Linked DNA regions of Ovis canadensis: region 2 is linked to region 1. The links are chromatin contacts, called in public Hi-C maps. All regions are on one chromosome and are shown on one strand. Each heading gives the region's core, a stretch centred on a gene start, on an enhancer-like site or on the middle of the called end of the contact. The rest is flanking DNA. Distances are from core to core; before and after follow the strand shown.

What was found. Hi-C and Micro-C count contacts between places; a contact is called where the count stands out from the background.
Region 2: a contact with region 1 is called in a Hi-C map of fibroblasts, with 1.7 times the contacts expected there. The contact joins the promoter of SKI here to the enhancer-like site in region 1. A contact is called at or near these places in 2 of 2 Hi-C or Micro-C datasets (fibroblasts and lung).

The regions. Positions count from the first base shown.
Region 1 is chr12:61,078,299-61,083,178 of ARS-UI_OviCan_v2, forward strand. All of the region lies in intron 1 of SKI (SKI proto-oncogene), which reads right to left. Among named protein-coding and RNA genes, the nearest start is that of SKI, 38 kb to the right of the region's middle. Within about 2 kb of position 2,908, the one cell type or tissue checked has open chromatin away from gene starts, as enhancers often do. A contact at or near this core is called in fibroblasts, where this site is marked.
Region 2 is chr12:61,116,967-61,122,012 of ARS-UI_OviCan_v2, forward strand. It overlaps SKI (SKI proto-oncogene), which reads right to left and starts at 2,192. Exons shown (of 7, transcript XM_069544883.1): 1 at 1,155-2,192. The coding sequence starts at 2,123.

The DNA of each region.
Region 1 (4,880 bases), core at 1,658-4,157:
GGGGTCTTCCTGCTCCTCCAAATGACAGCCTCATGCCCACTGAGGCCCTCGGACTTGACTGGCTCCTGAGCCTCGGCTGAGAGCAGAGCAGGAGGGGGCCTGCCGAGCACCTGGGGGCCCAGGGAGGACAAGGCTGAGGAATGCTCAGAATCCTGCCAGGGAGCACACGCGATCAGAGCAAGCAGCAAGGGTTGTGTCCAAGAGGCGCCTTGAGCATCTCACCCATGACCCATTCCTCCAGGAGGGGCTGCCAGGGTGGCATGGGCAGGGTGGGCAGCACCAAGTCCGTTCCTGTGTGATGGGAGGAGGTGACACAGTGCAGGGGCTGGTCGGTTCTGTGGCGGAGGTTGGAGGACCAAGAGCTCCATGCCCAGATCCCGGCCACCATCTGTGTCCTGGGGACACTGACATGACCCCTACTGGTCAAGCATGCCCTGACCTTTGAGCTGGCAGGTGTGACTCCCACATTGTTTACTGTCGCACAAGCACTACTCCAGAAAGGAGACCTGGTGCTGGGAGAGGGCACTCAATGAACCCTGAGCCCCCAGCTCAGTGCATCCTGAGAGGCCAGAGGGAAACAGATCTGCTGACCAGACCTTCTGACCGTGCAGGAGCTGGCGGGGGCCTCCAAGACACAGTAGGAGCGAGAGATGGGGAGCCTTGCTCTCCAACGACCCCCTCACTCCAGCTAGCCAGGCTCCCTGTGCCCCGGGAGGCCCCGTGTGGGCAAGGTCCACCATCCCACACCCCAACCCACTGAGGGGAGCCCCTCGCTCAGGCCCCACTTTCCAGCACCTCAAGTCCATGGGGGCAGACCTGTCTACCTCACAGGTCACAGAGCCTGCGCCATCCTCAGGCGGACAGCCCGCTAACAATGTTCTCAGCGTCCGAACCGCCCATTTCGGGTGATCCCTGTTTCTCTCCACATCAGGATTTCTCCTGTCCAGGGAACACGCTCCCCGTCTTCAGAGTCTAAGCAAAAACACCTATATGTGGTGTCCACCCAAAGGCCACACGAGGCCCATCTCCACACAGAACGGGGCTCTGCCTGGCCCACTGGAGCCTGACACCAGACTCCCATAGCGCCCCTGGGCAGAAGGCGGGTGGATAAGGAGGCCCTCCCAAGACCCTTTCTAACCTGAGTATGGACACTGGGGCTGGATCCCAGGTCACACGACGGTCAACACCTGGCTGGGGTCAACTCTGAACAGATTCTCGGTAGATGAAGTCCAACGGGAAGAGAGTGTGGGCAGAGAGTGGGACAGCACGAGATCCCAAGGGGATGGGCTTTCCTTCAGACAGAGAGGGCCACTCGCCCCCCACCCCAGCCGAGCAGGGCATCCTGGCCTCTCACACTCACGTGGGGGGAAGGAGACCAGCCTGGAGGAAAGCCAGGCTCCCAGGTTCTCGTCGTCCCGCCCTCCGCTCCTCAGAGGGTGGCAGAAGGAGCTGTGGAGGCCCCGCGCCCGCAAAGCAAGGACAGAACTCGAGAGCCGCTGCAGCTCCCCACGCACACCTCAGACGCGCCCATCTGCATTGCACAGAGCAAAGAGGAACGGTAGGATTTGGAGCGTTCTACGGCTCTAAGGAACGGCAGAACTTAAAACATCTTATTTTCCTTTATTTGAAATGGCGTTAATTAGCCACAAAAACCCCCAAGACAAGTCTGTCAGAGATTTTAGCCCTTCTTTCTGCTTCCCAGACAAAAGCCGAGTTACATAGCCAGCCAGAATCCACAAGACACATGGTCACCTGAACCTGCCAAGTGTGTGACTGCAGAGACCCAGCAACGGCTGCTCACGGTCCTCAGGGACCCAGGGTCAAGGGCTCCCCCAGCTGTGGAGCGCAGCCTTGCGAGGGAACTTGGAAACTGCTTTCCAACCTGGTAAGAAAAAAGATCCTCCAAAAGAAGAGTTTTAAAAGCCCATCTGTTAACGTACCCCAAGTGCAAGCAGAGGGCTGGTGACGGTGAGGAGATGGAAACTCATGGTGGAGGTGGCTCAAGCCGGCAGAAACCCCAGGCGTCTGAACCACAACACACGACACACCACGCAGGCCGCCCACCGCGGCCCAAACACAACACAGAGCCAAAGGGCTTTCTGTACTACCAGTTCAAACAACAAAACAAGTCCCTTCTTTTTACTGTTGGGGATGCTTTTGTCCAGGAAAGCACACACACATGGGCCCTCAAATCCCCAGTCCACGCTGACCATGGACAGAGATGGAGTCAGAGGACCCGCGTGGAGCACCCACCCCACTTTCGGCCACAGTGACCACAGCCCCTGGGTGGGTGTGGCCTGTCAGGCAGGTGTCTGCCCCCACCTCTCCTCCTCTGGTTGCAGGCCTCCTGGGGGAAGGGAGGGGAACTTGACCCAGCAGGAGACACACAGCAAGGTGGGGGATGTGCAGCTTGGCCCCTCAACCACGCCTGCAAGCAGCATAGAGAAAAGCAGGGGACCCAGTGCTGAGGAGGCTACGGAAGGGCAGGTGTGGGCGGTGGGGGCAGCGGATGGCGTGGGCAGAAGGGAAGACACACTGGACCTGGCGGTCATCCACAACAGGGCCAGAGCCTTTGTGGCCCTTCCTGCCAGCGGGAGGGGTCCCGGGGGAGCTGTCCCCGACTCTGCAGCAGCCTGAAGGGCCCCCAGAGGCAGCTCCTCCTTCTCTGGGCATGGCATGTGCAGAGAAAGCTGACAAGGCCCAGCCTGGATCTTGAGAGCGTCCTGGCCTCAGCGGCCAGCTCAAGGGACAGAACGCTTTCTCGCCAGCTTCCCGGCCAGGAAGTGACCAGAAGGTCCCGCCCATGCAGGCAGCCCCGCCCACCCAGCTGGGTCTGTTTTGCTTCCTCGGTCCCCACCCCTCCCTCTCACAGGGGCGGCAGCCCTGGTTGTTTTCTCTCCATAGAAACCGACACAACACTGAGCCCAGCACCCGAGCCAGCGTGGTGGACAGTGGCGCTGCCCGGCCTCGGGAGCAGCTCAGAGCTGGCGCAGTGGCTGCCTCTGCTTCCGGGCTGAGGCACTGAGGCTGGCGAGGGACCGGGGAAGTCACCACAGGTGTGTCCCTGGCACGTTCCCGGAGTGCCTGCTGGAAGACAGCTCACGTGGAGACAAAGCTGAGAATCCACAGGCCTGTGGTTGGCGCCGACCAGCTCCCAGGAAGGCAGGGCCACCAGAGTGAGTCCCGAGGAAAGTGCAGGACACATCGCGTGAAGCACACCATGTCACTTTCACATTTGGATGAGGGTCTCCAAGGGGACCTGACCCTTCCTGTCCACGGTTCATCACTGCCTGGGAGATAGGCTGGGGTGGGGAAGGGGCTGCGTGGGCCACGCCGGGCCCAGGAGAGCCAGGACAAGTCAACAAGGTGAGCATGGGACAAGGCTGCAGAACACACACCTATTTTTCATCTGAGAAGCAGGGGACACAGGTTCTGCTGCCTCAGAGCAGAGAGCACTGGGGTCACTAACCACACACGTCCATCCACAGCAGGAACCACGCCATCCACAGCTGACCCTCAGCAGCAGGACCCCTGCCACTGGTGAGCTGGTCAAAGGCCAGAAACCCCTGACAATCCCCCTTCCTGTGGATCATCCCAGCAAATGGAGGGGGACAGGGCGTGGCAGGTGCAGGAGGCCAGGGCCCAGGCGCAAGGTTCTCCTAGCGCTGCCAGGCCAGCGGCCGGGCGACACAGCTGCACCGGGGGCCCTGACCCCCGCCACACCCAGCAATGTCGCCTCACTGCCACACGCCCTGCCGGGCCCCCTCCCCTCGCTGTGTGAAGCCACAGAACCCATGGGGAAGGAGGGGTGTGCCTGAAGCCTGGGTGGGGAGCAAGGACAGGGCCTTCTGGCGCCTTCTCCTGGGTGTGTGAGTAGGGGGAGGAGAGAGGACCCGCAGTCCTTCGCAGGCCCGATCTGGCCCTTAAGGGCGGAGGGCTGGAGCCACCTTTAGAGCTGGTGAGTTGCCCCTCGCCCAGGCCTGGTCCGCTCACTGCGGCAGAGAAACCGAAGCCCATGGCCCAGCCCCCAACCCAACCTGTCTCTGACCCTCACTGACCTGAGACCTGAGTTCACATTATCTAATTAGGAAGACTGGGGCCTCCTGTCTGAGTTTCCAACCGCCACGCTGCGGCCTGTGTTCACTGCTGTCTGTAGGTGGGTTCACCTTCACCAAAGGTGCGCCGTCTGCTGTCAGGGAACACAATCTCCTGTCTGCAGGCCAGGGCTGTTCTGGGGCTCAGACACATGTGGGCAGAGCAGCCAGGCTCCTGCTGCCAACACTGGGACACCAGCCCCGCCTCGGTGACGGTGATCTGAGGGCCTCCTGGAGAAGGGACGTCCGCCCACACAGAAGCGGGCTCCACCCCGGCCGCTAATGTGTCTCTTCAACAGCAAGGCCACGGGAGCATCACCACTGAATCAACCCCCCTGAACACAGGAAGAGGAGATACAGCTCCTAGGAGGACAGGAGGAGCCCGCTATCCTCCGGCCTCGCCCTCCTGGCAGGGCATCCCATGTGTGCAGGGTGAGGGTGCGGGGTGGCCTCAGCGAGGAGACAGGGGATGCAGGGAAGACAGCTCTCCACACCCGCGCCCCTCTCCCAGCCCCTGCACTTGCAGCTGGAGCAGTCCTTGGAAGGAAGGAGGCATTTCCTGTGTCCCTCTCCAATCTCCATGCCAAGCCCCAAGGACAGGAGGCTGCACGGATGGGAAGGGGCTTGGACGCGGGGGACAGGAAGACTCGGCTCCAAGAAGGCTGACGAGGTGGGAGGGGAGTCTGTGTTTGGGGTCTTCCCACCTGGGGAATCCGCCAGGCCCATGGCACCCACTGACACAGGAGGCCAGGACTAGAGGCAGTTGAATGAGGGTCCTGGCACCAG
Region 2 (5,046 bases), core at 942-3,441, 38 kb after region 1:
AGCGCAGGCGACAGGCCTGGCTTCCCCTCCCCTCCTCCGCTCCCGGAGACTCTGACACTCCGCTGGAGGGGCGCCCAGAGAAAACCGGGCGGGAACATCTATTCACAGATTCGGAAAAAAAAGTTTGATGCAATAGCTGAATTAATTAGGCCTCCCAAGAATAGCAGAGCCAGTGCAGCATTCTGTGTGTGCAATTTAATAAGCCTGGATACTCAAAAGAAAAGTTACAAATACTTGGGGAGGTGGGAGGTGCCATGCAAAGCTGGTGTGGACCCCAGTGAGTGGCCAGGAGCTGCCAGGCTGGATCACACGGATCCACCATCTAGCGAACAAACAACAGACCCCAGGCCAGCAGCCCTCCCCACCTCGCCCTTTGCGTCTCAGAGGAAAGGACAGAAGAAAACGTGCACATCCAAAACAAACCGCAGGCCAGTGGCTCCCCTCACGCTCAGAGCCTCAGGCGCCCGCTGACCAGTCCCCGAGCCCGGTGCCAAGTGGCCCTCGCCCCCACACGGGGGACTCCGAGACTCACTCTCTGGCAGGCCAGGCACACACACAAAGCTGGAGTCGCCGAGTCTCGGCCCCCGGCCACCACAGCCCAGACACCTGGCTTCGCTTTGGAGTCTGTCTCCCAAGACTTCAAGGCACAAACAGGCCCTGCCCAGCCAAGTTCCTCCTGCTGGGGACATGGGCAGGCGCCCCTCTGTGTGCCAGCCCAGGAGTGGGAAGGCCAGGGTGGTTCCCTGCCCCCCACTCAGCCTGGACACCCCCCTGGTCCCCAGGAAGGCCTGGGCTGGAGGCTCCAGACTGAAACCGGCCAGGATCAAACTTCCTGGGACTAAGGGCAAAAGAGGCCTGCCCCTCCCGACCCAGCTGGGCAACAGCTGTGGGCCTCAGGAGGGCTTCACCCGCCCAACAGGCCTGCCTCCCAGGCTCCCAACCAGGCAAGGAGCTAGTCCTAGGAGTCAGACCAAAGGACCTTCCTCCGATACGGAGCAGTCTATGCGGACACCAACAACGCCCCCAAGTTTCCACAAAACAAAACCTAGCCCTGAAACGTGTGGGGGAGGCTGAGACCCCCGACCCAGAAGGGCACCCCGCCCTCTCCAGGTCCCACTCCCACTCCCCAGGCACGGCTGCCACGGGACACTCACCCGGGGCACCCGCCGCTTGTACTTGTTGCCATAGTCAAACTTCTCCTTGACGTCGTCCAGACAGCGGCCGAGACGCGCCTGCTCCTCCTTGCCCGTGTAGTCCTGACTGAGCAGGATGTAGGCCCGCCAGTTGGCCGAGTCGAAGCCCCAGTGGCAGGTCCGGTTTTCCAGGGCCTTGTGCGAGTGCACCACGAACTTGTGCGGCGGGTACATGAGGCGGCAGTCGAGGCACTGGATGCAGGCGGCGCTCGGGCTGCTGTAGAGCTCGGGCACCAGCAGCCCCTTGCACTTGCCGAAGCACTCGTGGTACACACGCACACTGCGCTCGCTGAGCTCCAGGCCCAGCGCCAGGCTGGCCGCCAGCTCCTTCTTGCAGGGCGGCGGGTAGGCGCCGCCGTACAGCAGCGCGTTGCACAGGCGCTCGGCGTCCGTCTTGGTGATGAGCCCGCACGAGGGCGCCGAGAAGGGCAGGATGCCCATGACTTTGAGGATCTCCAGCTGGTCGGCCGTGCAGCGCGAGCAGTAGATGTGAAGCTCGTCGCACACCGAGTTGATCTGTTGCAGCGAGAAGTCGCGCAGCACGGAGTTGAGGATCTGCGGCAGACACAGCCGCTTCTCGCCGCCCACCACGAAGCACGAGATGGTCTCGCCCTCCAGCACGGTCTCGCAGCGCTCCGTGGAGCGGTCGGACGGCATGAAGAAGGGCCCGGGTAGCACGGGCGGCGGCGGCTGGATGGCGGGCAGGTGCAGCACCGGCGGGGGTTCGGCGGCCGCGGGCACCGGCGCCGGCACCGCGGCCGCGCCCGCCTCCTTGGCGCTCTCCTTCTTGTAGGCCTCCTGCGCCCAGCGCGCCGAGAAGGCGGCCGGGCCGCCCAGCGAGCTCATGGAGCTGAGGTGGAACTGCTCCAGCGTCTTCTGCAGCCCCGGGTGCGGTTGGAAGCCGCCGCGGCCGCCCGCCGCCGCCTCCATGGTGCGCTCCGGCTCCCCAGGCCGCTCCCGCTCCCGCGTGCCCGGGCCCCCGCGGCCCCCGCCGCCGCCCCGCGCGCCCCGGCGGCGCCCCCGGCCCCGGCCCCGGCCGCCCCCCGCCGCCGGCTCCCGGCCGATCACGGCCGCGGCCTCGGCCTCGCCCGGGGGCCCGAAGGGGAAGGCGGGCGGGGCGAAGGGGTCCCGCCGCTGGAGCCCGCCGCCGCCGCCCGGGCCCGGCGCCACATCCACGCGCCCCGCGCCGCGCCCGCCGCCGCCCGGGCCCCCCGCGCGCCCCCCGCGCGCCCCCCGGGCCCTAGGCGCGGGGCATGCCCCAGCGCGCGCCGCCAACGCCAACGCCAACGCTCGCGGGCCCGGGGCTCGCGGGGGGCGCGCGGGCAGGTGCCGGCGCCGCGAGGCGCGAATCGCCGCGGCGGCCGAGGCCGAGGGGCCCGGGAGGAGCGGGGGCGCGGGCGCGGGGCCCGCCGGGCCGTCCTCGCGCGGCGCGCCGCCGCCGCCCCGCTCCTCCCACCGCGCGGCGCCCGCCCGGCTCGTCCCGGCGGCGCTGGCCGGCCGCGTTGCGCCCGCCGCCGGCCTCCCGGCCCGGCCCGCACCCACCCCGCCGCCCGCGCCCGGCTCCGCGGCCTGCCCACCCGCCCGCCCGCCCGCGCACGCGGCTTCCGGGGCGGCGGAGCGCCTGTGGGGCGGCCTCAGACCGCGGCGGCGGCGGCGGCGCGGGGCTCGGCGCACATCCTCCCGGCGGCTCGCTCCAGCTCGGACTGAGCGCCCGGCGCTGAGCTCACGCCGCCGCCCCGCCCCGCGTCCCGCCCCGCCCCGCGCCACCGCCCCGCCCCGAGCGTCGTCTGGGGCCGCGCGTCGGCCTCAGCCGAGCGCCAGCCAGGAATGCGCCCGCCGCCCCCCCGGCCAGGCTCTTCCAGGAACGCGCGCTCCCCCCGCCCGCACTCGGCGCTCCGCCTCACTCGGCCGCATTCGAGTCCGCCCTCCGGCCCGGGACTCGGATCCGCTCGGCTGGTCTCGGGCCTGCCCGCCCGCGACTCGGCTTCGCTCGGCTACTCTCGGCCCCGCCCGTCCGGGACTCAGCTCCGTTCGGCTCCGTTCGGGCCCGCTCGCCGGAAGGCCGCTCGGCGGGGGCGGTGGCTGCGCCCCGGGCCCCCCATCCGGTGGAGGCTGTTTCCTGCGCGGCTGCGAAGGCGCCCGTCCAGCCGCCGTGTCGCCGCCAGAGCCCAGAAACCCACACAGGGCCCCCCCACCACAACCGCAAACCAGCTGAGGGGCGGACGGATGGGGCCGGCGCACCCTCTACCGCACGCCTCCCGGCCCAGCCCCCCGGGTCCCCACGCACGTGACGGGGCAATATGACCCAAGTCCCACGCAGGACTAGGACACCGAGCCAGACGACGTGGGTTACTACAGGATGGCAACACCCCAGAGACCCCACACGGGAGACAGGCACCGTGCAGACTGTTCTGGGGGTCCCCCCGAGCAATGCAGGCGCGACACAGCAACCCCCAAAGGATGACTGGCTGCAGGGCCGACCACCCCACGACCCTGCTCGATGGTCCCCCACACAGCCACTTTGTGCGCCCACCGCCAGTTCCAGGGCAGGGCTTGCGTCCAGGTTACCATGAGGCCGGGGCTTCTCAGGAACCTGGCTCCTGCCTGCGTGCCCCGAGCACGCTGGCCCTACCCTTACCCGACAGCTCCCAGGCTCAAAGAGCCATTTTACATCTGCAGGGCACCCAGGGCAGGGCCAGTGTGAGATCACACTGTCCATTCTTCTGCACCCTGGCTCTATCACGAAGGACAGACAGACCAGAAAGCGCTGGGTGGGACAAGACAAGGGCCTGAGGTTGGACAGGCTGACCGGGCGGCCCCCAGAGGAAACAGTGTCTAGCAGAGTCCTGGGAGCTGGGGACTTGAGATCTAGAAGACAGTTCTGGTTGTGCTTAACTCAAGGGCAGAGGGACAGTCCAGCCCAGCTAGGCAGTGGCGACTTTTCTTCCAAAGGACCGGGGCACCCAAGCTGGCCCAGACACTGGAGGACACATGGGGGGCCCACAGTGTTGGGCAGAGGTGAGAGGGCCCACCCACTTCAGCCTGTGTGACCTTCAGCTTGGACCTTACTGCTCCTGACTCCCCATTGGAGATGGAAACTGGCCCCAAACCAGCATTCCTGCCCCGGGGAGCTGAATGGGTGTCTCTGCAGGCATGGACAAGTGTCCAGAGAGGCAGCAAGAATGGGCAGAGACCCCACATCTGTATGGCTGCAGAATCTCATGGGGGGACCTTGTGGTTCAGGGTGCATTGCTCTACGTCTGAAGAACTGACAGCTCCCTACCATGAGCGTGAACCCTCTCCTACCCACATGTCCACTGAACACCAGGTTTTCCTATGGCTGCCAACACAGGAAAACTAGGAAAGGGGTCCATACAAAACAAGAAAAGAGATGTCTTTGCTTTCGCAGACTCCATGGTGCTGGAGAAGATTCTTGAGTGTCCCTTGGACTGCAAGGAAATCAAACCAGTCAGTCCTAAAGGAAATCAACCCTGAATATTCATTGGAAGGACTGAACCTGGAGCTGAAGATCCAATACTTCGGCCACCTGATGTGAAGAACTGACTCGCTGGAAAAGACCCTGATGCTGGGAAAGATTGACAGCAGGAGGAGAAGGGAGCAACAGAGGATGAGACAGTTGGATGTCAGCACCGATTCAATGGACATGAGTTTGAGCAAACTCTGGGAGATGGTGAAGGAGGACAGGGAAGCCTCGCATGCTGCTGTCCATGGGGTCGCAGAGTCAGACATGACTTTGCAAGTAAACAACATCTGGATCAAAAATTTTCTGTTGTACCTGAGTCTGTTCCTTCTACATGGCTTTGACTCCCATACAATCAGGTGACTTGTAATT